2 separate regions of the Oryctolagus cuniculus genome follow, and region 1 is linked to region 2. A link is a contact called in public Micro-C data. All regions are on one chromosome and are shown on one strand. Each heading gives the region's core, a stretch centred on a gene start, on an enhancer-like site or on the middle of the called end of the contact. The rest is flanking DNA. Distances are from core to core; before and after follow the strand shown. Region 1 holds the start of MYNN (myoneurin). Region 2 holds the start of SKIL (SKI like proto-oncogene).

Evidence for each region. A called contact is a pair of places that touch in the nucleus more often than the background predicts.
Region 1: a Micro-C map of ear pinna shows a contact between it and region 2, with 8 times the contacts expected there. The contact joins the promoter of MYNN here to the promoter of SKIL in region 2. A contact is called at or near these places in 2 of 6 Hi-C or Micro-C datasets (ear pinna and an unstated tissue).

The regions. Positions count from the first base shown.
Region 1 is chr4:110,533,016-110,538,339 of mOryCun1.1, reverse strand. MYNN (myoneurin) reads left to right here and starts at 3,476. Exons shown (of 7, transcript XM_002716387.5): 1 at 3,476-4,208; 2 at 5,010-5,306. The coding sequence starts at 5,041. ACTRT3 (actin related protein T3) reads right to left here and starts at 2,301. Exons shown (of 3, transcript XM_070072540.1): 1 at 2,193-2,301; 2 at 1,357-1,887; 3 at 1-543. The coding sequence starts at 1,556. It overlaps TRNAV-AAC (transfer RNA valine (anticodon AAC)), which reads left to right and starts at 2,632; the gene lies at 2,632-2,704.
Region 2 is chr4:109,931,793-109,937,251 of mOryCun1.1, reverse strand. It overlaps SKIL (SKI like proto-oncogene), which reads left to right and starts at 2,396. Exons shown (of 7, transcript XM_070072528.1): 1 at 2,396-2,505; 2 at 5,133-5,459. It overlaps LOC103350448 (a long non-coding RNA gene), which reads right to left. Exons shown (of 4, transcript XR_007924601.2): 4 at 1-358.

The DNA.
Region 1 (5,324 bases), core at 2,227-4,726, 600 kb before region 2:
TGAAGCTTGATCATCTTCCCATCGGGGAGTTGGTAAACTTTCTCTATACTCTCAGGTTTCTTGGCCATTTCCTCTTCATAGTTCATTGCTACATAACAGGTGGTCTCCTTAATGTCTGCGACCACCTTTCTGTCTGCAGCACTGAGCAGCATGATCCCATGGTCTTTCAAGAGCATCATGAGGTAGCTGGTGAGGTCGAGGCCTGCCAGATCCAGCTGCTGGACACCATGAGGCAGACAGTAGCCCTCAAAGATGGGCACACACTGGGTAGCCCCGGCGCCTGAATTCAGCACAAAGCCAGTAGTGAAGCCAGCAGCAAAGAGAGCCAGCACAGCCTGGATGGACATGTAGAAGGCAGGCACATCTAGGTGCTCAAAAAACACCTCGGCGATGCGCTGTCGGCTGGCCAAGGGGTTCAGAGCCGGCTCCGTGATCAGGACTGGGCCCTCGCAGGGTTTGAGCTTCAGGTTGGCGTCGTAGATGTGCTTCCACATGATCTCCATGTCCCCCCAGGAAGTGATGAGACCGCGCTCCACCGGGTAGCTGTGGGGAGAGTGACAAGACCAAGGCAGCGTTCGCTTTTCCAGTTTCTGTTCCTAGTCCCTGTGTTTATTCGCAATGTCCCTTCATGAACAGCACCTGCCACAGCCCCTCAGAGAAGATAGTGGTGCAAAAATGAGCACAGATACTACCTTCTTGTACCGTTATTTCTTGCTTACCAGTTTCTCTCTTTGTTGTTTTTAAAATTGTAAGTTTGAAAGGCAGAAAGAGAGAGATTGAGAGAGAGAGAGAAATCTTCATCTACTGGGTCACTTCGCAAATGGCCATAACAGCCAGAGCTGGACCAGGCTAAAGTGGAAGCCAGGAGCCTGGAGCTCCATTGGGTCTCCCACGTGGGTTGCAAGCGCCTGGGCACCTGGGCCATCTTTTGCTGCTTTCCCAGGCCCATTAGCAGGGAGCTGGATCGAAGTGATACAGCTGGGACTCTAATCGGCTTAATCCCCTGGGCTACAATGTTGTCCCTTTGCCTTTTTCTTGTAAAACTGGGAACTTCCTACATTACAGTATACTTTCTTTATCTCATTTAATTAAAGAGTAAAACCCCAAATGTCAGCAGCTACCAGGAATTAGCTAACATCCGTCAGTCTTCGTGTCCACGTTTGGACACTTCTCTGTAGTACAGTGAGCGAGTACCTTTGGGTCGTCGGATGTCCCGGACCCGCCGGGGCTGGGTGGCCGCGCCTTGGCAGGCCCTCCCTGCGGCCCCCGAGACGGGGCGCTCTGGCGGTGGCCGCCTCCCGGCCTCCGCCCGCCCGGCACCCCTGCGCCCGGTCGCCGGCCACCGGGAGGCAGTACCTGATGGACAGCGAGCTTCTCCGGTCCTGCGCCTGGTCGCCCACGCACAGCTCTTGCGCGCCCTCGACCGCCCAGTTCTGGCCCTTGGCGCGGCCCACAATGTTGGGGTAGACAAACTGGGGCTCGCGGCTCCCGGCCATACCCGCCTTGATCACCCCCGAGCCATTGTCGATCACCACGGGAAGGTGCTCATAGTTCATGCCGCCGCCGCCCCGGCCGCCAGGCCGCTCAGTCTGCGGGCTCGGGGGTCCCTCGGCCTGGAATGCCGCGTCACAGAGGCCCCTCACGGCCTGAGGCAGCCTGGGCCCGAGCGCAGGCCCTGGGTCGGGAGCGCCCAGTGCAGCCACCCCAGCCCCCGAGTGCGGGAATATCCTGATCAGGAAAATCCCACTTTCCTTCCCAGGAAACGAATCTCACTCTTCACGAGTGCACCTCCCGCACACCCCGCAGAGCCGCGAAAACAGTTTCATTTCCCTCAGCCATTGAATTCTGCTTCACAGGTGTCCGAACGTCCCGGGGCCTGTGGGAAGCCTGGAGAACCGAGAAGGAATGAGATTAGACAGTGTGCGGGGAAGCAGGGAACATCTTTCCTTTCATTCGTAACCGAAATGTACGCAAGTCAAATGGTAGACCTCTCACGTTGCATTAAATTCCCCGCTGTCATCCGAAAACTCATTCTCATTCCCTAGCCTTGAGTTTTAATCCCAAGGACGAGTCTCCCTCCCCCTTTGCAGACAAGTGAGATCCTTTTAGGTCGCGGGAAGCTCAGGAGAAGAAAGGAAAAAAAAAAAAAAATAAACCACACTGGTTGTCCCAAAGCCTCTGATTTTGCACACCCTTTGGCGGGTTTTCAAACAGGCGCGCAAACTGGAACCTCTTCGGAAGCGCGAGGAGGAAATGCCCGAGTCATTCAGGCGTCCCTCGGTGAAGGGCCGAATCCGAGCGGCGGCGCTGGACGCTGCCCGCAGCTCGCCCTCGGGACTGGGCAGCGCCTCGCAGGGGAAGGACCCATAATGGAAACGCTTCGGTCTCGGGAAGAAAGAGTGCTCAAGGGAACGAAGTCAGCAGGTGCCTGGTGTCTACCGCAGCACACGGGGATTTCGTACGCAGATTCACACTTTGGAAACAGTTCGGTTGGACATGCGGTTGTTTTCACGTTTCGCGGTGTTTCTTTGCATCCTGTTAAAAATTACAACTGATTCTGCATGTTGAAACAGCCTACGTACATGTGCTGAAAGTATATCAAGGACTTCCTGAGCACTGTGGAGCAGGGTGGTTTCCGTAGTGTAGTGGTTATCACGTTCGCCTAACACGCGAAAGGTCCCCGGTTCGAAACCGGGCGGAAACAATAACGTTTTCTTTCCCCTTACCTTTTTTCCCTTTCTTGATTGCTGAGAATTTGAACTTTCAAATGTTTTCACGGAAATCTTGCCATATGGAAGAAGGACCCGGATTTTAAAAACATGAGTTCGACTCAGAGTCTATCGCTGAAAGAAGCGCGCAGAAGGGCAGCTCAAACAGTATGAAAACTGTGAGCCAGTCTCCTACTACATATTCTTTGTAGTATGCCACTAGATTTTCCACAGCTTTCCCTTCTAGATCACCTTTTCCCCTAAACGCCAGGAGACCATGTTTTATTCTCTATCCTAGCTGTCCTGCTTGATAGCTAGGTCCACAAGTATTTCTGAATTAAAATTGTCGGAAAGGATTCTGACGACAAAGGGAGCTCTCAAAATTATACTCGGAAAGATAAAAACAATAAGGGTGCAACTCCAGTTTTTCCTTATGAACACAACGGATGTGCATTTTATTTTAAAATGTTTCTTACCAGGAAGAGAGGAATTTATAGAAAGCAAGGGGGTGGGGGTTGTCTCAAAAGAGACAAATTGAATCCCATTTTTTTTTTCAATAGTCTCTTTCGGCCACGACAAAAGACTTTTAGCCAATCATCCCTTGGTTTTCTGATATTTACGATGTCCACAGATACGAGGGGAAAATCCACCTTTGCAAGACTTGTTTCTGATACTTCCGCATATTACCGGCCCAAGCGGTGCCTTTTTCCTCACTGTTACAAAATCTGAATAAGATGTAAATAATTGCATTAAAATTTCTCCAGTTCCAGACGCCGGCAAACCTTTTCCGGTGTAAAACCCACCTCCCTCTAATGTTGCGCATGCCCGTGTGCCCCTCTGCTTTGGGTTTCGCGCATCTCGGACTTCTGACACCAGGTAAGGGTATCCTGGAAACTCATCTCTCGTTGGCTGATGCAAACAAAACCCAGGGGATCCAAAGACCTTCCGGGTACGTAGAGGGGATAGGGGTGATCCGTCTCCGATCAGACGAGCCCCCCGGACCTTCAGCCCGAGTACACAAAGCAGCTGTTCCCACTGGGGGGGCCCGAGGAAAGGGGGTGACGATGGGAGACGGCGAGCGACTACAAGCCCCAGCATGCAGTGCGCAGCTTGGCTGTGGGAGCGCGGCCCGGGGCGCGGCGCTCCCCGGCTTCCGTCCAGGAGCCCGGCCGAGCGCGAGGTGCCGACTGTTGGCCGGCCAGAACGCTCAGAACCAGAAAGACGAGCTGTGAGATAACCCTCAGCTGTCGGGTCCATGACGCCTGCTGTTTCGAGGCAGCCCTGGCATGCCGGGGAGTGGGGTCGCGGGGCCAGCCCGCTGGCCCCGGCTGGCGTCGGCCCTCTACCGCCCCAGAACCTCCTGCGCCGTTGCCGGACGACACACCCGGATGTGACGCAGACGTGGAGGAAGAAGGGAGAGGCGGAGCGTGGCGCGGTGACGTCCTCCCAAGATGGCGGAGAGAGAGTGAGGAAACTGTGTTCCCGCTTGGGTTGCTAGCGGTGAGTTCCGACTTCACCCCCAAGCCCACCATTCCCGCCCACCCCAAATGCAGGGCCATTGTGGGGGCGGCTCCTTGTGGTTCGAGCACGGGCCGGGGCGAAGGTGGGAAGGCTTGGGCGAAGCAGCCCCGGTGGTGGCCTTGGCCACAACCTCTGCCGTGGGAACTCGCGGGAGTGGGAGCTGGGCGGAGGACAGGGCAGGGCAGCCGAAGCCACCAAGGCTGTCGCTTTGGTTGTCACTCTCCGATGACGCTCGATGAGGAGCGAGAGGGAGGGGAGGGGGTGTGGCCGCCTCGGAGCCAGTGACAGAGCCTTTGACAACCCGTGGCCCGGCGCATTCGCCCAGTGGCCGCCTCGCGTTTCGGAGACACCGCGGCCGGCGAACGGGTTTGGGCGATTTGAGAGCAGATTTTTGAAACTCATGCCATGTTCGTCCCCGTGCTGTCCCAGGGAATCATTTCTAAGTGACTTAACATGCTTGTCTATTGAGGGTTCAGCTAGTGAAAAAGTGAAAATTTGCAGCCCTTGTCAGCTTCTGAAATTGTTTCATTCATCGCCACTTATTGTGTGTCCAAAAGATTGCATTAGTGTCTCAGATGATATAGAGACGGAAAGGCGCTGATAGTGGCCTCATTCTTACCGTGTATGTTTGAGAAGGATTTTCAGGGGGGATAAATGGAGAACTAACTTTATTCTGGTTCAGGGTATGGCCCCTGTCCTTTTTCACTCCTACCAATTGCTTGTGTGAATGTTTGAGTAAAACTTACGGTTGCTGATTCACTGTTTGTTTCTGTCTTTTAGATCAAGAGTAAAAGTCCATTCTGATACCAAAATGCAGTATTCGCACCACTGTGAGCACCTTTTAGAGAGACTGAACAAACAGCGGGAGGCAGGTTTCCTTTGTGACTGCACCATAGTGATTGGGGAATTCCAGTTTAAGGCTCATAGGAATGTGCTAGCGTCTTTTAGCGAGTATTTTGGTGCAATCTACAGAAGCACATCTGAAAACAATGTCTTTCTTGACCAGAGTCAGGTGAAGGCTGATGGATTTCAGAAACTCCTGGAGTTTATATACACAGGAACTTTAAATCTTGACAGGTAAAGTACACATTTTAT
Region 2 (5,459 bases), core at 1,147-3,646:
GCAGATCAGAGGAAAAAGCAGTACTGAGGAGCAAGCCTACTTAATGAGGGGAGGGGACTTTACACTGGCTGGGACCAGCAGGACTGAACAAATACTGGGCAAGAAGGAAGAAGACTAAAAGTGCTCTGAAGAAGTGAAAGGCCATCATCATCCTGACAAATAGATAGAAATGAAAAGCTGCAGCAAAAAATGAGGTGGAGAAAGAAACGGTTAAGATTCTTTTGTGAAACTGAAGGATCTCCTAGCATGTGATTTGCTGCTAAAAAAAACAATTTCAAATTTTTGTTGTTGAGGATTAAGGAAGCAAGGGCAGAAGGATCACCGAGCTACAAGTGGTTTCTCTTCTTTGGAAAACAGCCTGGAACGACAAAGGAAAAACACAAAACAGCGATTGTATGCTGAATTAGCATTTGATATTTTTTCCCCTCCTCCTCTGTAAACACAATTTGAGCTTTTCATCCTACTGTATCCCTTATTTTCATATTATTTGTAATTAATATTAGCAGGTCATTACTGGTAGATCAGTAAGTGAAGACAAAAGGAAAGCATTTGTTCCAAACTATTTTGTCAAGTCACAGGCCAGAACTGGCCTTCAAAGGTGTAACCTCCACATTCTTGGTTTTTAGTATCAGCCAGCCATGAGGGCTGAAGGAGAAATTCTAGATCTCCTAGTTCCCGGTGAATTTTGCTCTTTATTGTACTAAATGGGAGAAGAAGGAATAAAGGGTAGCCCCTCGGTCCTTTGGAATTCTCACAAGCACACAGGCCCACCCTCCCAGTCAGGAAGGAGTGGCAGGGGGCCATCCGAGCCATCTCCTAGCTATTTCCTGACCAGTCCTGAAGCTGACTTCCCCGCTGATAAAGGCCATCAGTATGTGGAATTACAACATTCATTACCTCAACGTGCTTATTTTTTTTTCCAAGGCCTGTGTTTTCTGCGTCTGATCAATCTTCTTTTTTGGATAAAGAACCATTATTTATTTTCAGCGATTTTCTTTTCATGTTATACAATCAATTTTACTGATCAATTCTGAAAATCTTTCAGAAGGCCTGCAAAAACGCGGCTTAGCAAGTGTCTGGCCATCTGCTTCGGATCTATGCAAATGTACCCTGCTCAGTTTCACTTGCGTCCAAACCTGTACCTTTGAGGCCAAGACTTTGGGATTTCAAGGGCAAACTGAATTTTAATTTGGTACATTTTGTACTTTGACGACTGATGGGGAAAAAAACATGCTCTCAAAGCTTGACTGGGTCCAGCCACATTTGCCCATAACTGTTTCTCAAACCATCATACATAAAATCACCGGCAAAGAGCCTGTCCTCAAAAACAGATTCCTGGGGAAAGCCAATCCGAACACGGAAGGGAGATAAGGTGCTTGATTTCCAAAAGTCTATTTCCTGCCCAATTTATATTGCTTCGTAAGCCTTTGGACAGGCTAGCCAGTTATTTCTATGGCTGTAATGGACTACTCCACATTTGCCATTAATTGCAGTTTGGGAATCACTTTTTTTTTTTTTAACCAGTCGTCTTGGTTCCTAAAAATTCTTTTCATTAGACACAGGAGCCCAGCGCCCAGCGCTGACCAGGAGCCACGTCTCAGGACTGCCCAGTGTTTCTCACTGGATCTTCAGACAGGCCTTGCGAATGTTCTCGAGGCGAGAAAATCTATCCCCCCAGACTCGCAGATGCTGCTCTCCCCCCACTGGCTCTGCACAGAACATCATTATCTTTGCCGAGCTTCTGTCTCTATGGCAATAACAGATGGGAAGTGCTGTGGAATTATTCATGTTCAGAAAAGGAGGCAGGCAAGGAGGCGGCAAAGGTGGGGGGTGGTAGAAGGGGCGCGACCTAGGGGCATGGCGACGGGGGCGTCGGGCAGGGAACCTAGGCTGCGGGCGGGGTGAGGGGCTTAGGAGCCTTTGATGGACCCGTCGTGAGGAAAGGGGCGGGGGAGAGATGGACGAGCGTAGCAGTAGTATTCCCAGTCGGTCGACTCCAAATAGGGTCCCCCATGTGAGCCACCCTGAGCCAGTAAAACTAAGAAAAATTTAGAGAAGATGGGGGAGGGTGGGGTGGGGGCGAAGCCGGAGTCTCCTGTCCCCGGCTACTCGGTGGGCCATTTCAGTTCTCGATCTTGCGGTGGGGTGAAGAAAAGGGGATTTCTTGGTGTTTCCAAATATGACGGAACAGCTCCGCAGACTTCAGTATGCTAAGTGGCTGCCGGGGACCGCGTACCAGAAGACCACCCCGCACGTCCCCCGCGGCCACAGCCCGGGCTCCGAAAGTCGCGTCTTCCGCCCCACCTCATCTCGTCTCCCCGCCCGCCAGCCCTCAGTAAAACTGTAAAAACATGTAATTTACAGCTCCCTTCCGAAACCGAGAGTGTCTTCGGGTGGGGCGGGGCAGGAGGCTGCGAAGTCGGCTCAGAAATGTGTTCTCTCGGAGGTGCCAGAACTTTGGCCACCCCTCCCGCCCGGCCCGGCCCGGCCCGGCGGCGGCCGCAGGTCAGCCCCGGGAAGGCGTCTGGGTGGAGGCCGCCGGGGCAGGGAGGCGCGCTGGCAGCTGGCGGGGCGGCCGGGGCAGGAGGCCCCGCGGGGGCGAGGGGCGGCCGGGGCGGGAGGCCCCGCGGGGGCGGGGGCGGCTGCGCGGCGGGCCCGGGGGACCGCGCCAGCACGAGGGGCGCTGCGGGGCGGCCGCCGCCCGGCTACCTCCGGGGCGGGGCGGCGCGGCGCAGCTGCGGCCCCGCGGGGGGAGGGTCGCCCGCGCCTGACCTCGGGCGGCGGCGCGGTGCCGGGCGGGTCCTGCCTCCGCCCTGCCGGCTGCTGGGGTCGCGCACAGTGCACCGCGCGGCCGCCCTGCCCCTCCCTCCCTGTCCCGCGGCGGCCGAGCGGCAGGGCGCCCCCGGGTCTGGCCCGTCACCACAGAGCGGCGGGTGGGGCGGGGGCGGGGCGCTGGCGGCCCCAGACAGCCGGCTGGGCGACTCGAGGAAGGAAGGAGGGCGGGCGGCGGTGGGGGTGGGGCGGGGAGGGAACATCCTGTCTGCGCCGGGTGCACCGCAGACAGCGCCGCGCGCCAGCCGCCCAGACGGCGCGCGAGGCCAGGAGCGCCGGGCGCGCGCCTGGGGGGAGGGGCGCGCGCGCGCGCGGACCCTGCCAGGGGTGCCCCGAGGAGCTACAATAGGCCAGACGGCGCGCGCGTCCCCGGGGTGGGGTGGGGGGTCGGGAGCCGCCAGCTGGCGGCCACGGCGACGCCGGCGGGCCTGTGCGCGCGCGCGCGCGCGGCGCCGCCGCTGGCTCCGTGCCCCGCCCTTCCCCCCTCCCCGCCGCCCTCGCTCTCCCCCGGGCGGCCGGAGACGGCGGCGGCGTCTGCGGGAAGCCGAGTGTCTCCGCAGTGACGTGGGCGGGCCGAGGGCTCGGTGACGTCAGAGGGCTGTGTGTAGCGATGTGTGTGGGGTTCGGAGCGGCGCCGGCACTGCCGAAGGGAGCGGGCGAGCGGCGACGGCGGCGGCGGCGGGCACAGGTGCGGCTCCGGCTCGCGAGGGGCGCGCTGTGGGAGGCAAGGGGCTCGCGGCCTCCGGGGAGTCTGACGGGGCCACTGGGGCTGTGAGGAGTTAACAAAGCTCGTCGGGCTCCTCCAGGCGAAGAGGCCGGAGTCAGGGGGTCCTGATGCGCGGGGTCCCGGGTGGGGTCGGAGCCAGAGCGGGGCGCGGGGTGGGGGGTCCCGGGGCGGATCGCGCTTCCCTGACCTCGGACGGTGGGCGCCGGCGGGGGGAGGGCCCTGCACTTGACCTGAGCCGTCAGGACCCCGGCGACCGGGACGCCCGTCACCGCCTGCTCCTCTCCTCCCCCCGCCCGTCTGTGCTCGGCGGGGATGCCCTGGGCTCGACCCGGGCGGTCAGCGCCTGGCGGCGCGCGATGCGAGCTTGGCGCCGGACCTGCTCGCGGTCCCCTCTTCTCCCTGGCCCGGGGCGGGCGGGCGGAGGGGGGTGCGCAGCTTGGGGACGCCGGGGTAACACCCCAGAACTTCCCGGGGCGAGGGCGCGCGGGGGATTTCCACCGTCCTGCCCGCGGCCCCCGCAGTGGGGCGGTGTTGGGAGAGCACTTGGGGTTACCCTCCTTCGCGGGTGGGGGCTGGGGGACTCCTCCCTGTACTTCCCTGCACCTCCTCGAGCGCCCCCGGGCGTCCCGGGTCCCGGGTCCTTCCCCCACTTCAGGTGAGAACAGGGCGGGTGGCGGTACGTGGGCTGAGGACTGCGGGGTTTTAGGGGCGCCCCGGGTCTAGGTCATGCCCTCCTACTCTCTCCTTAGGCCAGGGCTGGCTGAGGTGTCCCTGAGGTGGCGACAGTCGGTACGGTGGGTAGTTAGCTTTCGTCCTTAATCCTTTGGGTTTTAAGGTAATTGCGGGGAGTTTGGGAAGCAAAAATTTCGGTTTATTGGATTTCTTTGGGATTTTCTCTCAAGAAGGAAGTGGAAGGGGAATCTTTTCTTTTTCCCTCCTCCTCCATTTGCATTCTTTGTAAGGTCTGTCTGCCTTGTGCTTTTTGTCCCGGATTAGTCTTGTTCAAGGATGGAGATTCCCAGGCTTGGAGTCTCTCTCGCTTTTGGCTTCCATTAAGCAAATTCGCTAACCTTTAAAGGGAAAGTTAATTTTTGCCTGCAGTCATTCCAGAAGAATAATTTACCCTAACTGGATGAATTAATGCACTTAAAACTGTAACTTAGTTACATATGGTAGATACAGTAACTTGGATATGATTTTTTCGGATTGAGCCGCCTTTTTTTTTTTTTTTTTTTTTTTATTAGGAGAGGAAGTAATGGATTTTTTTTAGTTAAGTGTTGCGGTTGACAAAGCCTCCGGTACTGAGTTTTAGTTCGGATGATCTGTTTAAGGTTCTTCGTATCCTGAATTTGAGTAGTCTTTCTCTTTTTGAGGGATAGTCTTGCTCCTTTCCCTGCTTTACAAATTGCTTTTCTATTTAAATAAGTGTTCTTCTAGTTAACTGTTATTAAAGAAATTACTCAAGTGTCACCTTTGGTAAAGTGAACACAGTTTAAGATTAAGAAACTGATTTCAAATTGACCCTTTGGCCTCTGGAACAAATTCAGATTTCATTCCCCTTTTTTTCTTCCAGATTAATTAAAAGAAGAATGAACTGTAATCCCTGAAGATAACTGGGCAATTTTTCATTAAATATCAATTTGAATTATGAACGTTTAGTGGAGTTAAAGGCTTTTCCTACTGGTGTGAGGATTTATACAAGTCTTCATTTTGCCAACACAGGCTAATGCCATCATTTTAGAGGAACTAATACTTACCCCAACACCTTTATGGTGTCAGCGGCAGAAATGAATCTGGTTACATCGTTTTGACTTGTGCTTGAGTCTAGATTTTATTGCACAAGTGATGGAATGAGCCTTCCATGTGTTTTACTTTAAAAGAACCAAACCAGACAATTGCA